Linked DNA regions of Mus musculus: all the other regions are linked to region 3. A link is a contact called in public Hi-C and HiChIP or PLAC-seq data. All regions are on one chromosome and are shown on one strand. Each heading gives the region's core, a stretch centred on a gene start, on an enhancer-like site or on the middle of the called end of the contact. The rest is flanking DNA. Distances are from core to core; before and after follow the strand shown. Region 1 has its middle 24 kb from the start of Slc23a4. Region 2 has its middle 110 kb from the start of Mtpn. Region 3 has its middle 31 kb from the start of Gm38789.

Region 1 (4,315 bases), core at 175-2,674, 380 kb after region 3:
CTCTTTGTCTCATATAGTTTTACCATCATGAATAATGCTGTAACCAAATTCCCTTGAAAGTTTAAAAAGACTGAATGGCAACTGTTGAGGTTTGGTCTGTTGTAATGCTAAACACTGCCCCCCAAAATCTTGTTGCCCCCAGGGACAAGGGGATCCTTAGTACACCAAGTGATGCTTTGTAACCTTGCCCCCCAAGTTATCCCTGATTGGTTAATAAAGATGTCTACAGCCTATAGTTGGGCAGAAGAGAGGTAGGTGGGGCTTCAGTTCCAGGGCTTGGAGTTTGAAGCAGAGACCACAAGGAAGAAAGAGGAGGTGAAGAAGATACTGTGAGGAAGGTGAATCAGGAAAACACCATTTTGAAAGGCTGACCAATTGGAGTAAAAGCAGCCCAGGTAGAACACAGCAAGTTGTAACTCAGGGTTATTGATAGGGAAGTAGATACTAACAGCTTAGAGGGAGATGTCGGCCCAGCTCTTGTGCTGTTTGAGGCTTATTATAAATATAAAGGTTTTGTGTCTTTTACCTGGGAACTGAATGATCAAAGGCAGGGTAGAAACCCCCAATTAATATCAAATGTTTACCACTACAGGCTACTGTAGAGATGGACCAGCCAGTGAAGACTAATTTCTCCAATATATGAGCGTTCCCATTTCCCAACTTCTTTGCTGACAGGAACTCTGACATGTTGTTGACATGTGATTCATTGGGTGTGGGTAAACCTGGATCCGGCTCTATAGGGCTTCCGGCTTCTCACCAGCCGTGTGACTACTGCATAAGTTAACAGTTACCGGACAACAAGATACCTGAGAGAGGTCCCGTAAGGCTCTAGTATGGATGGTGGAGCAGAAGCCAGAGGCCTCAGACCAGACAAATGGCTCATTGCAGTGAACGTTTGCAAGCAAAGAAGTGTGAGCCAAGGGGTATTCTGTGGGACACACTGCAGCTTCCACAACGAGTTGTTTGTTTTTTAATTTGGGTTCTTTTTTTTAAAAGACATGGATGCTGTGTAGGACCTGGGGATACAGCAAAGTTAGCCGCTGCACACTGGGACTTGGCACTCTTTGGCATAGAACGTTGGTTTGTCCTCTTCCCTGAGGTCATCTTTAAGACCAGGAGCTGTTCTGAAAACTCTGGCGATGGGAAGAGGAGATGGGGCCAGAGCGCTCGAGCTGTGGGGAGAGCTTCTTCTGGGTACCTCACCAGGCCGTCCGTGTTCCTTTCCCATTTCATCCTCTGCGTCCATATCCGTGTCACTCATGAAGACAGGAGAGCTAAATGGCAGGTGGGTTCCTAGTACAAGCCCCTAAAAATAGCAGAGGCAGGGCTCCGCTCCAAAACGCCGGCAGTATCAGCAAGCTAATTAAGAAATCTGCTGATGATGACGAGGAGCTGGCGAGCTTCCCGTTCCCATCAACTGCTGCAGACGGAGAGAGCAGGCTCCTTCATGTCAGAGATCCGGAAAAGCCCACGTCTCTGTGCATATGCTCTGAGATGAGATGACATTTCGGTGGAAAGCTGTGCCGGGTTTCCATTTAAGCACCTAGATCCGTGGCCAGTTCTCGGAGTTCCTTTTCATTTTTCTTTCCATTTGCCCGTTTAAGTTCCATGATGCTTAGTTTTGAATCCAGCCCCAGTTAGATGAACTCTGCCCAGCTTCAGACGAACTGAAGAAAGGAGAGAACTTCAGGCTTGCTTTATTTAAGCTCCTCAGCCAGTGCTCCACTACATTTTAAAGTGTGTGTGTGTGTGTGTGTGTGTGCGCGCGCGCGCACACGCTTGTGCCCCCAAGAGGCCACAGGCATCCTGGAACTGGAATTACAGGTGTTTGTGAGCTGCTTCCTATGGGTCCTAGAGACCAAACTCATGTCCTTTGTTTGGATGAGACATCCTTGTTCATAACCACTGAGCCGTCTCGCCAGCCATATCTAATCTTATGTACTCAGCCCATCTCCTTAGGGATAGCACCACCCACAGTGAGCTAGGCTCTCCTAAATTCATGACCAATCAAGAAAATGCCTGCACAGACATCCCTGCAGGCCAGTAAACAGTATTCCTTCAGGGTTCATGCTCCAGGTTCCTGTCTTGACTTCCAGCCAAGGAATAGAATGTCTTCCCTTATTACTAGCTCTGGATTACAGCAGACTGCTGCTCCTCCATATCAAATGGTATGTTGAACAATAGTTAGGGCATGGAGCAAGTGGGTTGGTAAAGGGAACACAATGGGGGGGGGGGGCAGCAACTAGAAGAGCTGGCTGTGCTGATGCTTGTCTATAATTCTAGTACTCCAGGCTCAGAGGAGTCAAGAGTTCAAGACCAGCCTAAGCTGTAGGAAGACCTTTTATCAAAAAACAAAGAGAGGGACAGAGAGAGAAGAAGGGAAGAATAGAGAAAGGAAGAAGAGGAAGGAAGGAAGGAAGGAGGAAGAGGAAGAGGAAGAGGAAGGGAGGGAGAGAACCCTGACCTGTACCTTCCTGGAGTGTGGCTCTCCTCTCTTCCTGCTCTTTCTGTGAGTAGCTGGCCCCTAAGCTAGCGCCTGCTGAGAGGGCTGTAAGCCTTTTCCCTATCTGTCTGATATTCAGAGATGAGGGCCATGGAGGTACCTTTCCGCCTTCTGTTTGTTAGTCTTGCATGTCCAGTAGCTGTCCAGCATGTCCCATAGTCTCCCTTCCCACACAATGCATGAAACCTTCTATTTTGCTCCTTGGTTTTGTCAGTTTAAATAAAGGAAAACGCTTAGCTATTAGGGAAACCATGGGCTAGGGGTGGGCCTAGGTTCTGGTCACCACTGGGAAGATTCTGGACCCGCTGGGAGCTGCCTTCCAGCTATTCCCGGCCACATGTGGTTGGAGTACTGAATGCATACTGCTGTCAAGACTTCCAAGCTCTGTCATAACTTCCTGCCTTTGACCAACTGCTATGAATAGTTTTCTATGGGTCATTATTTGGTGCCTGTGCTCCATATTTTCTGATTGCCCTCTCATATCTACCTTTTGTTTTCCTGCCAGGGAGGTAGAGAGTGGGCAGCTCTTAGATGTTTGGACTGGAGCATCTGCTTGCGCACACCCCGGAGTTCTGGGGCAGAGAACAATGGACGAGCAACTCAATGATAGGAGGGTGGTTATGAGCCAAGGTCTGGCCTCCCTCTGCTACCCTGTTTGAACACAGAGTTCAGGGAGTCTGAATTCCAAGGGGAAAATGAAAATTGGCTGTTAGGTTGTTCTTAAGGAGTATCTGTCAAGGCTGGACGCCAGTACACTGATCAGTTTGCTTGCTTGATTTATAAATTCTGTAACTCTTTACATGACGTGTGAGACCAACGTGTTTACTTTCATGGTATCAGGCCCTGCAGACACTATAGGTGTGTGGGTTGCACTGTTCCCAGTTGCCCCTACTTAGTGGTCATCAGCCTATCTCCTTCCAAAGACTCCCAGGGAAAGAGAGTCATCCCAAGTCCTCAATAAAGCTCTCGGGGACCCCGGCTTCTTTCTGAGATTCCCCTGTCGAGTCCAACTTCTGTCAGATACGACATATGGCAATGGAGAGAGATCTTTCTGGTGCCAGAATGAAGGTTGTTCACAGAGGCTGAGCCTGTGTTTTCTAGTTCAAACCAGAAAAGACTGGGACTGGACCCCATAAAGGACAGAGAACACAGGGCCAGTGTGGTGGGTGGGTGACAGCTCTCCTCATACCATACCACATACCATTCATACCATATCATATCATACCATATACCATACCATATACCATACCATATATCATACCATATACCACACCATATTCTATACCATATACCATACCATACCATGCTCACTGCAGAACTCAGAGAGGATGATTTCTGCTGAAAGCCACATAGCCAGGACTTCCTGGCTATACTCACAGGACCATGGCAGGAACCCAGGGTGTAGCTCCTGCTATCCCTTCTGGGGCAGACAAGGCCTTCAGGAAGCAAGGCCACCTCCATGGGCCTGTGTGGGGAGGCCTGTGGAAAGGAGAGCCCCATGCAGGGCTGGAGGGCACCAACAAAAACGGGGTAGAAGAAGCTGCCCTAAATCCAGCTTGCTCTGCTTGCTGCTGTGCTGACTACCGCTCAACCAATTGCTTGGCTACAACACGACCTGTGCTGCCCATAACTGCTACAGCTCTGAAGGGGGCGGTACCCCTGCAGTCGAGGAGTACCGCAAAGTCACACCATACAACAACCTCACAAAACCACAGAAGATTTGTTAGAAGGGAAAAAACCCAGGAGGGTGGCTGCCTCTGCTTGGGTGAGAAGCAGCAAAGAGCTGAGCAGAAGTCAGGGTTTGAGTAGGGT
Region 2 (4,129 bases), core at 989-3,488, 270 kb before region 3:
TATTTACTGGCCTAGAACTCATTATGTAGACCAGGTTGGCCTCCAACTCACAGAGATTTGCCTGTGTCTGCAACCTGAGTACTGAGATTACAGGTGTGTGTCACCACTTCTGGCCTTTTTAAAGTAAGAAAAACTTACATGCCTAAGTTTTCTGAATACTGGCAGTCCCTTGATGCTTGGCTATGGTAAATATTTGTTTCTTCTATCTTTACTTTTCTTGGGTTTTTGTTTGTTTGTTTGTTTTTTGCTATAAAAAAATGAAGAACACTGTGGGCTACAGCAATGGCTCAGAGGTTAAGAACATTGGTTGCTCTTCCACAAGATGTGGGTTCTGTTCCTGGCACCCACTTGGTGGTTCATAACCAGTTGAAACTCCATTTCCAAGGCACCTGACACTCTTTTGTGGCCCCTACAGGCACCAGGCATGCACATAATACAGAGATATACATGCAGGCAAAATACCCATACACATAAAATAAGATAATTTTTAAAAAGAAGAGTTTAAGAACACATATTATTACTTAAATGAAAACCAAAGAGCAAGCATTTGTAACCTGGGTTGGGTGATAAATGAACCATGGTGTCTTCCTTAGAATTGTGAGGCATGTTTGTGTGCGCACAGACACATGTGGAACAAGGGACCATGCCAGGAAACTTGGAAAGGTAGAGTGGGTCTGAGACCCCGGAATCACACCTGAGATAGAAGTCACCTCCTTCTCCCTGCCAGATTCCTGGCCCAAAACATGTGACCTCACTCCCCACATCAGTCATATATCCCAGAACAGAGTTCTCCATGCTAATGAAGTACCTAGAGGCCCCGAGGGCTTAGCCAATAAGCTTTCCTCCCCAAACAATTCTCCTTGCAAAAGGTATTTAATCTCTAGTATACCCTGAGAAGATGGTATGCATCCATTTTCTACTATGAACAGTCAATAAATGATATGAATAAGCATGGACTGTCTCTTTCATCAAGAACCATTATGGGGAGCATGAGGACGGTCTTGGCCTACAGAGCCATGGGTCTAAGTCTTCCATAGAAGGCTTCTCTGGGCATCCAGCAAACTGCCACTCCCTTTGCCAATGACCTAAGCCAGAGTTCCTATTTCCCCCTGCCCCAGGCTAGTCACTGTCCTCAGCCCTCAGGCCCCTAACAGTTCTAGCCTCATCCTGGACTGTAGACCACTGATCCTTCCTTCTCAACTTCTTTTGATTTCTTTGTGTGATTTTCTAGTGGTGACTAGATGCCAGAAAATCAGAAAACCCCAACTTCAGCCCCCCACATCTTAGCCTGCATCTTCTCACCCCTAGAGTGGTGTCCTGGTGCTTCCCTAAGGCCTAGCACCCGACGTAAGCAGTGCAGGGAGACACAGTCAAGAGCTCCCCACGTTTTGCCTCCTCAGCTGCCATGCCCAGCTGGAGGGGTAGAACGTGGACCCACAAGCATATGCATACAAAACTATTCTATCTTAAGAATGATGTTTCAAATTATGGGAGGATTTTAAAACTCACTAACTGAAAATTTTTAGGAGAGGATTTCGAAGAGCCACAGACATATACATCATCACATCTTTAAATTAAAATTTCTAACAAAATTTCCAGGGAGTGGGGAGATGGCTCAGTGGGTAAAATATGTATCACACAAGCATGAGGAATTCAAATCTCCGAATGAAGCTGGAAGTGGTAACCATATCTGTAATCCCAGTGGGGAAATGGAGGGAGAAACAAGAAAACTCCTGAAAGCCCCCAGGCCAGCTAAGCCAGCTAAGTCAGCTAGCTCAGGGAACATAGAAACAAAGGCAGAAGTCTCAAAGTAGAGTATGGGGACCAACCCCCCATATTCCACATGACATGACCCAGCTCTCTGTCTCTGTCTCTGTCTCTCTCTGTCTCTCTGTCTCTGTCTCTCTCTCATGCACACATGCACACACACACATACACAAACACACATACACACACACACACACACACACACACACACACACACACCCCACAATCACAGAAACAGCAAAATAAGGACACTGTGCTCCATGAGCACATGATGGTTTGTGTGTTTTATCTGTGTGTGTGTGTGTGTGTGTGTGTGTATTCTGTGTATGTCTATAAGTGTGTGGATATTTGCTTTATTTCTCTTATTGTGCCTTTCTTTGCTAAAACCATCAAGGTTGCTTACCAATGCAAACTGAAGTTTAAGAGAAGGAGGTGAGTCAGCTGGCACAAAGGCAGAAGTAGGTAGAAAAGGTACAGTGAAACCAGAGTAAGGTTGGCATCCAGCCCGTGACCAGGGTGTTAGTTTCCTTGTGAGCTTAACTACGTGGTGGGTAACACATGATACGTTGTTCAGAGGAGATAAAAAGAAGGCAGGTACTTGAGAGAGGCCCAACTTCTGCAACCTCTGATATCCAAGGAGGGTCCTCCCTCGGCCTCTCAGAAGGAGGGCAATCTGTAACATAAAAGGTCCCCACAGATGAACCATGAAAACAACTTCAAGTAAAGCACCAGTGAAGCATGCGTGTCATGCCAGGTCAGTTTAAAGCTGTGATGTTCTGTGGCCCCTCATGAACCATTGATTCGTCCTGTAACATTTACTATTGATTTACAGCTTATTGCTTTAAATCTATCTTCATGCTAATAGCTTAAACACAAACCCAATGAAAGCAGAGGTTTTTCTTATTTACTTCTCTGTATTTCCAGTGCTTAGAAGAGTATATGGCAAATAGAAATGTCTAAATATAGATTTATTCGGGATTGGGTAGGTGAGTCCGTCTGTCAAGAGCTGATGGCATAAGCATAAGGACCTGAGTTCAAATACCCAGCACCCACATAAGAAGCTGTGCACTGTAGTGTTCCTCTGTAACCCAGCTCAGGAACTGTGGGGAGATCAGTGGATCCGGAGCTCAGTGGCCAATCAGCATAGCTGAATATAAGAGGTATAGGCTCAGTAAAACACCCTGCCTCAAAAACTAAGGAGGAACACAACAGAGATAGGCACTCAGAGTCAACCTTTGACCTTCACACAGACATGCACATACCTGGAAACACAAGCACAGATGTACCCAAAGAAACACACAGACTACACAGGAACACATAACTAATCAACGAATTTGTGGATTGTCATCAGCTTTTTTATTATTATTATGAATATGTCTTTATGTTTGGCAGGATGCCTAGAACTCTTCTGTAATTATACAGAATTGTTCAAGGTAAACCAAAAGATAAAGTGAAGACATTATTTATCAGAAGCAATTCTATTTTTAAAAAATGAAAATGAGGTGGACTAGGGATGCAGCTGGAAGTCTGGCAGGCAATCAATGACCTAACATCCAAAGCAACCAATGAGCTCAATGCTTTGGACCGTTCTTCACAAACAGATTCAGTCATCCTGACGAAGCAGCAGATCTGTGCTTCATTCTCCAAGTAAGCTGCCGCAGAGCAGGCATGTGATGTTCCCATGAAGTTCACAGCTATGTAATACCATGGAACAGAATCAGTCATCAATGCAAGCCATCCTGCTTGCTCATAGTAAAGAATTACATGGAGCATAAAGGACAGTGTTCCCCTAGCATCCGGGGGATGCAGAAGGGAATGCCATTTGTCTCATTGTTGAATACCACTGATATTCTAGCAGTATTTATTATTCCTTATCTTCAACAAGAGAGAGGACCTACCCAAGAAACCTCCTTTTATTTTTTTACCAAATAGTCTTCAGATCCTAGAAGCCCACTCACACAATCAGATCTCACACTGACAACTAATGACAATACAAATGCAAGTGAATGTCACATGCACAGTGCTACATGTGTGTGTTGGAAGCTGTGGTACCCAGCACACATCCCCCTCCAAACTGAGGAGCTGATGTCCCTCCCACTGGCAGTGCTGCCTACCTGCAGCTCTCCTCAGCCAGCCTCTTTCGGATTCACCTCTGCTGAAAATTACCTAAACCAGGATTGTGCTCTCCTTCCTGAGTAAGAACACCTAGTTAAATTTGAATTTCAGATTAGCAACAAATTATTTTAGAGTCCATATATTCCAAATATGGCATGGGGTATACATGTGTGTACAGACACACACACCCACACACCACACACACACACAACTCATTCACTGTCTATCTGAGATTCAAATTTAACAG
Region 3 (4,341 bases), core at 1,168-3,667:
GGATGGAGTGGGCTGGATACAAGGAACGCTTTCATATCATCAATATTGGTGCAATAATCAAGCCACCATAGCCCTGGATGGTAAACTTGAGTTTCACATAGACAGATGTGCCATGCATGATAGCCCCCAAATCTAGAATTGTGCCTCCCATACAGTAGTTGCTCACTGTGTTAACTAAATAAAGCTTAGTTAGTAATGGAGCCATCGAGGCTCACAGTGTCCCTTCCCCTATTCTTAGAGATCTTTCTCCACCACACATACTACACAGCCATGATTTCCTGCTTGCTTTTACACTAAAATGAGTCATCAAACCCTCTCAATACTATCGCAGTCCTCTCCCACTAGCCAGGACAGGAAGAGGAGGGAGGGGGCCGACTTGATGCCATCCAGAGTCTCAACAGTAAGACTGGCCTTTATGGTGTTCCAATCCAATGCCATAGGCCAGAAATAATGACCAGCATTTGGAATCCCAGCTCTACACTAGGCCAAGACAGAAGGATTGGGAGCCCAAGGCCGTCCTAGATACCATGACAAGACCCCCTTCCTCAAAACAAAGAGCAATCTCAATGCCAGCTTCAGCACGTATGGTCACAGTGTTGCTACCCAACAGCCACCGCAGCACTACGGGGTCCTTCAACTGTAAACAGTTACTTTTGTTCATGAGCTGAAGGATGGGTTGCTCCACGCTGCTGATCTGAGCAGCCCCACTCCTGTTTCTAGTCATCACTGTGTCCTTGCAAAGTCACCTCTATGCTGATCCGGTTTGGTGACCACACCAGACTCTGGGTCACCGAGTCAGGGTAGACTGGGACAGAGCATTACAGGGCAAAAGGTGAGATTTACAGAAGCCATTCCTGGGCCACTGATGGTGTCAGTCTTCTACAGACACTGAAAGGGAAAAGGCTATAAGAGACTGAAATGCCAAAAGCAGATCAAGATCGTGAATTGAGAAGGGGAACTTCATGGTAGAATTAGGAAAGGGTTGGTAGAACTGGTCATCAGAGAAGGCAGCCTTTCGCAGAAGGATGTATGTGTTACTAGTGGACCTAGTGACTTATTCTCAAAGTGCCCATGCCTGAAAACACTTGGACAGAGAATGGCTGAAAGCCTCCCTGTTTTCTTCTTCACTGTCAACAACCACAAATACTTTATTTCCCATGCCATTTTCCTTCGGCATTCAAACACAATCTGATCACCTTGTATAAACACACACTTGACCTTATGTGCCTCTCCAGATACCGACATTCTCTATTTTATTTAGAGAATGCAAACAAAAAAGAAAAACAAAAAAAGGGAGGAAAAGATATTGGTGTCCTGACATGGTTGTTTCCTTCAAAGCAGTTCGGGGCCATGACCGTCTGGGGAGGATGTTGGCCTTGCCACAGTTTGTGAGGCTAAAAGATGAAGCCACTGTGCAATATGCTACTCTTGATTCAGGTGTGGAATAAAAAACAATCCCAGCAGCTCGCAGCCTGCTCAGAACTGAGCAGGAAGAACAGCACTGCTTCAACCGAAAACCCCATAGCCCACTTTCCAATCCTCGTACCTATAAAAGCAGGGTACAAAGAGCATAGCTGAGGGGCTCAGGGAGGGCTCCCGGCTTCCTGGGGAGGGGACTGGATCTGTAGCGTTGGGTGCCGCAGAGGAAATGTCCAGGAACCCAGGCCATTGGCGTCTGAGGAAAATGGAAGCCCCTAAGCAAAGGTATGCGGCCTGGGAAGACTGTCAAAGCAGGGCTGAATATGTATGAGCAGAAGAGGAAACTGAGGCACCACCAGTAGCAGCTGAACCAGTAGGTAACCATGGAAGTGCAAGCTACAGGGCCATCAGCCAACCCAGCCTAGGTTGGGTGCTGGTATGGGGCGGCGCTTAAGGGAGGGAAAGTTAGTGTGTGTGACCAAAGTGGTTTGAAAGAGAAAGCTTGTGTTTGGGCCAAGACCCACTCCAGAAAATGCCAATGACCTAAAGTGGGTAGACAGGCGCTCAAATCTGTACCAAGCTGCCAGGGTGGCAAGCTTCCTCTTTACAGCCCTTAGAATTCACAGGGTTTTACTGTCAGTGTGGATCAGTGGTGTGTAGATGATGTGGAAAGTGTCCCAAGCAGGAGGGACAAGGCAGTCCAAGAACTCAGCATCTATAAAGGAGTCTCAGCCATCTCCTATGTCTTCCATCTGGACCATGAAGAGCGATTTGGTCACATCCTAGAGCTTCAGGGTCAATCTTAATATCCCCCCAACACCCTTAGTCTCCAAACACAAGACTCCCGGCTGAGCTGGGTGTATTTCTACTCCCTTCCCCTCCCCTACACTGGCAATAATTAATGCTGACACAAATGGCCACAGAAGACACATTCCTAAGGCTGTGGACCACTGATTTTGACCTTAATGTTGCTCTTCTCAAGCTAACTGCCCAAATGCAATGGATTAGAGCAGGCAAACAGAAGCCAGCCCTCAGGCAGCTGGCTCAACGTTTAGTACCTCTCCCCTTTCGCAAGTTTCCTTTCTCCTGGGAAGAGAGTGCCATCTAGTGGGCAATTAGTGAACTTACATATGCCACTCCACTTTTTTCCGTTCTTCCTTTCTTTTTTAAGTTATTTTATTTATTTATATTCCAGTCGTTGACCTCCTCCCCCACCCCCCCGTCCCTCCGACCCACCATTCCTCATCCTATTCCTCCTCCCACTTGCCTCCCAGAGGGTGCTCCCAACCTCCAGCAGGCCTCCCCCTTCCCTGGGTCCTCAAGTCTCTTGGAGGAGTAAGTGCATCTTCTCCCACTGAGGCCAGACCAGGCAGACCTCCGCTGTATATGTGCCAGGGGCCTCAGACCTGGCTGTGTATGCTCCTGGTTGGTGGCTCCGTCTCTGGGAGCTCCCTGGGTTCTGTGTTAGTCGAGTCTGCTGGTCTTCCTATGAGGTCGCCCTCCCTTTCAGATTCTTCAATCTTTCCTTTAATTCAACCTTAATTCAGTCCAATGGTTGGGTGTAATTATCTGCCTCTGTCTCGATCAGCTGCTGGTAGAGCCTCTCAGAAGACAGGTATGCCAGGCATATGCAAAGACCTGATTTCATCCTTGAAGCGACTCTGTAACCATCTACTACCAGTAGTTAAGAGCACTGGCTGCTCTTCCAGAGGACCTGGGCACAATTCCTCAGCACCCTCATGACTCTATACAACTATCTAGAACTCCAGTTCCAGGGGATCTGTAGGCACCAGGCATGTATGTGGTGTACAGAAATACATTCAGGCAAAATAACCATACACACACACACACACACACACACAAATAATAAGTAATAGTAGTAGTAATAATAATAGGAATAATAATAACAGCAACAATAATATTTTTTTAATTAAAGAAAGGGGAACTGGGTGGAATTGTTTTCTTTCCGCTGTGTGTGGTATAATAAATGTGCTTCCATCCACCCAGAAATGCAACTCCTTGCCCATTGCAAGGACAGCATGTGGGCCCTGCCTGAGGAGGGAAGGAGGGAGTTCCTAAGCTGAGAGAGTCAGCAAGCTGGAACACTCAAGGCTGAGAAAGACAAGTTAAGGGTTTTGACAGATAGGAGGCACTGTTCTGCTAGAGACTGAAGAGGGTGACCCAAGGGCGCCACCTGCTGCCGGCAACCAGCGCGAGGCCCCTCCCGCTTTCACTATGGGTCGCTCTGGTTCCCTTGTTTGCTTTGCTCTGATTCGATGTTCAAAGGCAGTGGGGGGTTGTTGATGTTTTGGATGAAGAATGGGCCTTCTGAGAAACAGAATTCTTCCAGCCTAGACTGTAAGGGATCGCGAACAGGGAAGCAACGTTCGGGGTATGCCCCCTTAGCAAGAAACCATGTGAATTTTTTTTTTCTTTTTCTGGTTTTCTTTGTGACTGTGCTGGAGCTCCAACCCAGAGCTTTGTGCTCTTGCACTCAACCACCGAGCCACACTCCCAGCTCCTTGCTTTTTAAGACAGAGCCTCATTATGTAGCTGAAGACGGGAGACAGAGGCAGGGGGTGGCAGGTTACAGAACCTAACAGCTGGCTAGACCATGTCATGTTAATCAATCTCAGCCTGACAAAGGCAATGTATTTTCTTTGGAGTCATCTAGGTGAGAGGAGGCAGATAGCTCAGAGACCCCAATCCTTTCTCTGTCTACTGTCCCTGAGAGGCAATGAAGACTAAAGCTTGCAAAACAGTCTGCCTTGAGTATAGTTCTGCATGCGTATGCCAAACCTCGGGCCAGATGTGCTAGCTCCTGGCTGGTCATCATCACCTTTTCAAAGATAGGTACGTTTTTAGCCAGCCTACTTATAGCAGTGCTAATTGTGGGCCACAAGCTTTCCAATATAGTAGCAG

What was found. HiChIP or PLAC-seq counts read pairs in DNA pulled down with a chosen protein or histone mark. Hi-C and Micro-C count contacts between places; a contact is called where the count stands out from the background.
Region 1: a contact with region 3 is called in a Hi-C map of the N1E-115 cell line, with 4 times the contacts expected there. The contact joins two enhancer-like sites. A contact is called at or near these places in 1 of 15 datasets of contacts at CTCF or cohesin (embryonic stem cells) and 6 of 484 Hi-C or Micro-C datasets (the Ba/F3 cell line, the N1E-115 cell line, cortical neurons and 1 more).
Region 2: a CTCF HiChIP or PLAC-seq map of large pre-B cells shows a contact between it and region 3, with 2.7 times the contacts expected there. The contact joins two enhancer-like sites. A contact is called at or near these places in 2 of 15 datasets of contacts at CTCF or cohesin (large pre-B cells and stem cell-derived epiblast-like cells) and 3 of 484 Hi-C or Micro-C datasets (the C10 cell line, adipose-derived mesenchymal stem cells and embryonic stem cells).

Annotation. Positions count from the first base shown.
Region 1 is chr6:34,999,475-35,003,789 of GRCm38.p6, reverse strand. No RefSeq gene overlaps it. Among named protein-coding and RNA genes, the nearest start is that of Slc23a4, 24 kb to the right of the region's middle. Within about 2 kb of position 1,424, at least 29 of the 459 cell types and tissues checked have an H3K27ac peak or open chromatin away from gene starts, as enhancers often do. A contact at or near this core is called in the N1E-115 cell line and cortical neurons, where this site is marked.
Region 2 is chr6:35,649,715-35,653,843 of GRCm38.p6, reverse strand. No RefSeq gene overlaps it. Among named protein-coding and RNA genes, the nearest start is that of Mtpn, 110 kb to the right of the region's middle. Within about 2 kb of position 2,238, at least 4 of the 459 cell types and tissues checked have an H3K27ac peak or open chromatin away from gene starts, as enhancers often do.
Region 3 is chr6:35,379,332-35,383,672 of GRCm38.p6, reverse strand. No RefSeq gene overlaps it. Among named protein-coding and RNA genes, the nearest start is that of Gm38789, 31 kb to the left of the region's middle. Within about 2 kb of position 2,417, at least 58 of the 459 cell types and tissues checked have an H3K27ac peak or open chromatin away from gene starts, as enhancers often do. A contact at or near this core is called in the N1E-115 cell line and cortical neurons, where this site is marked.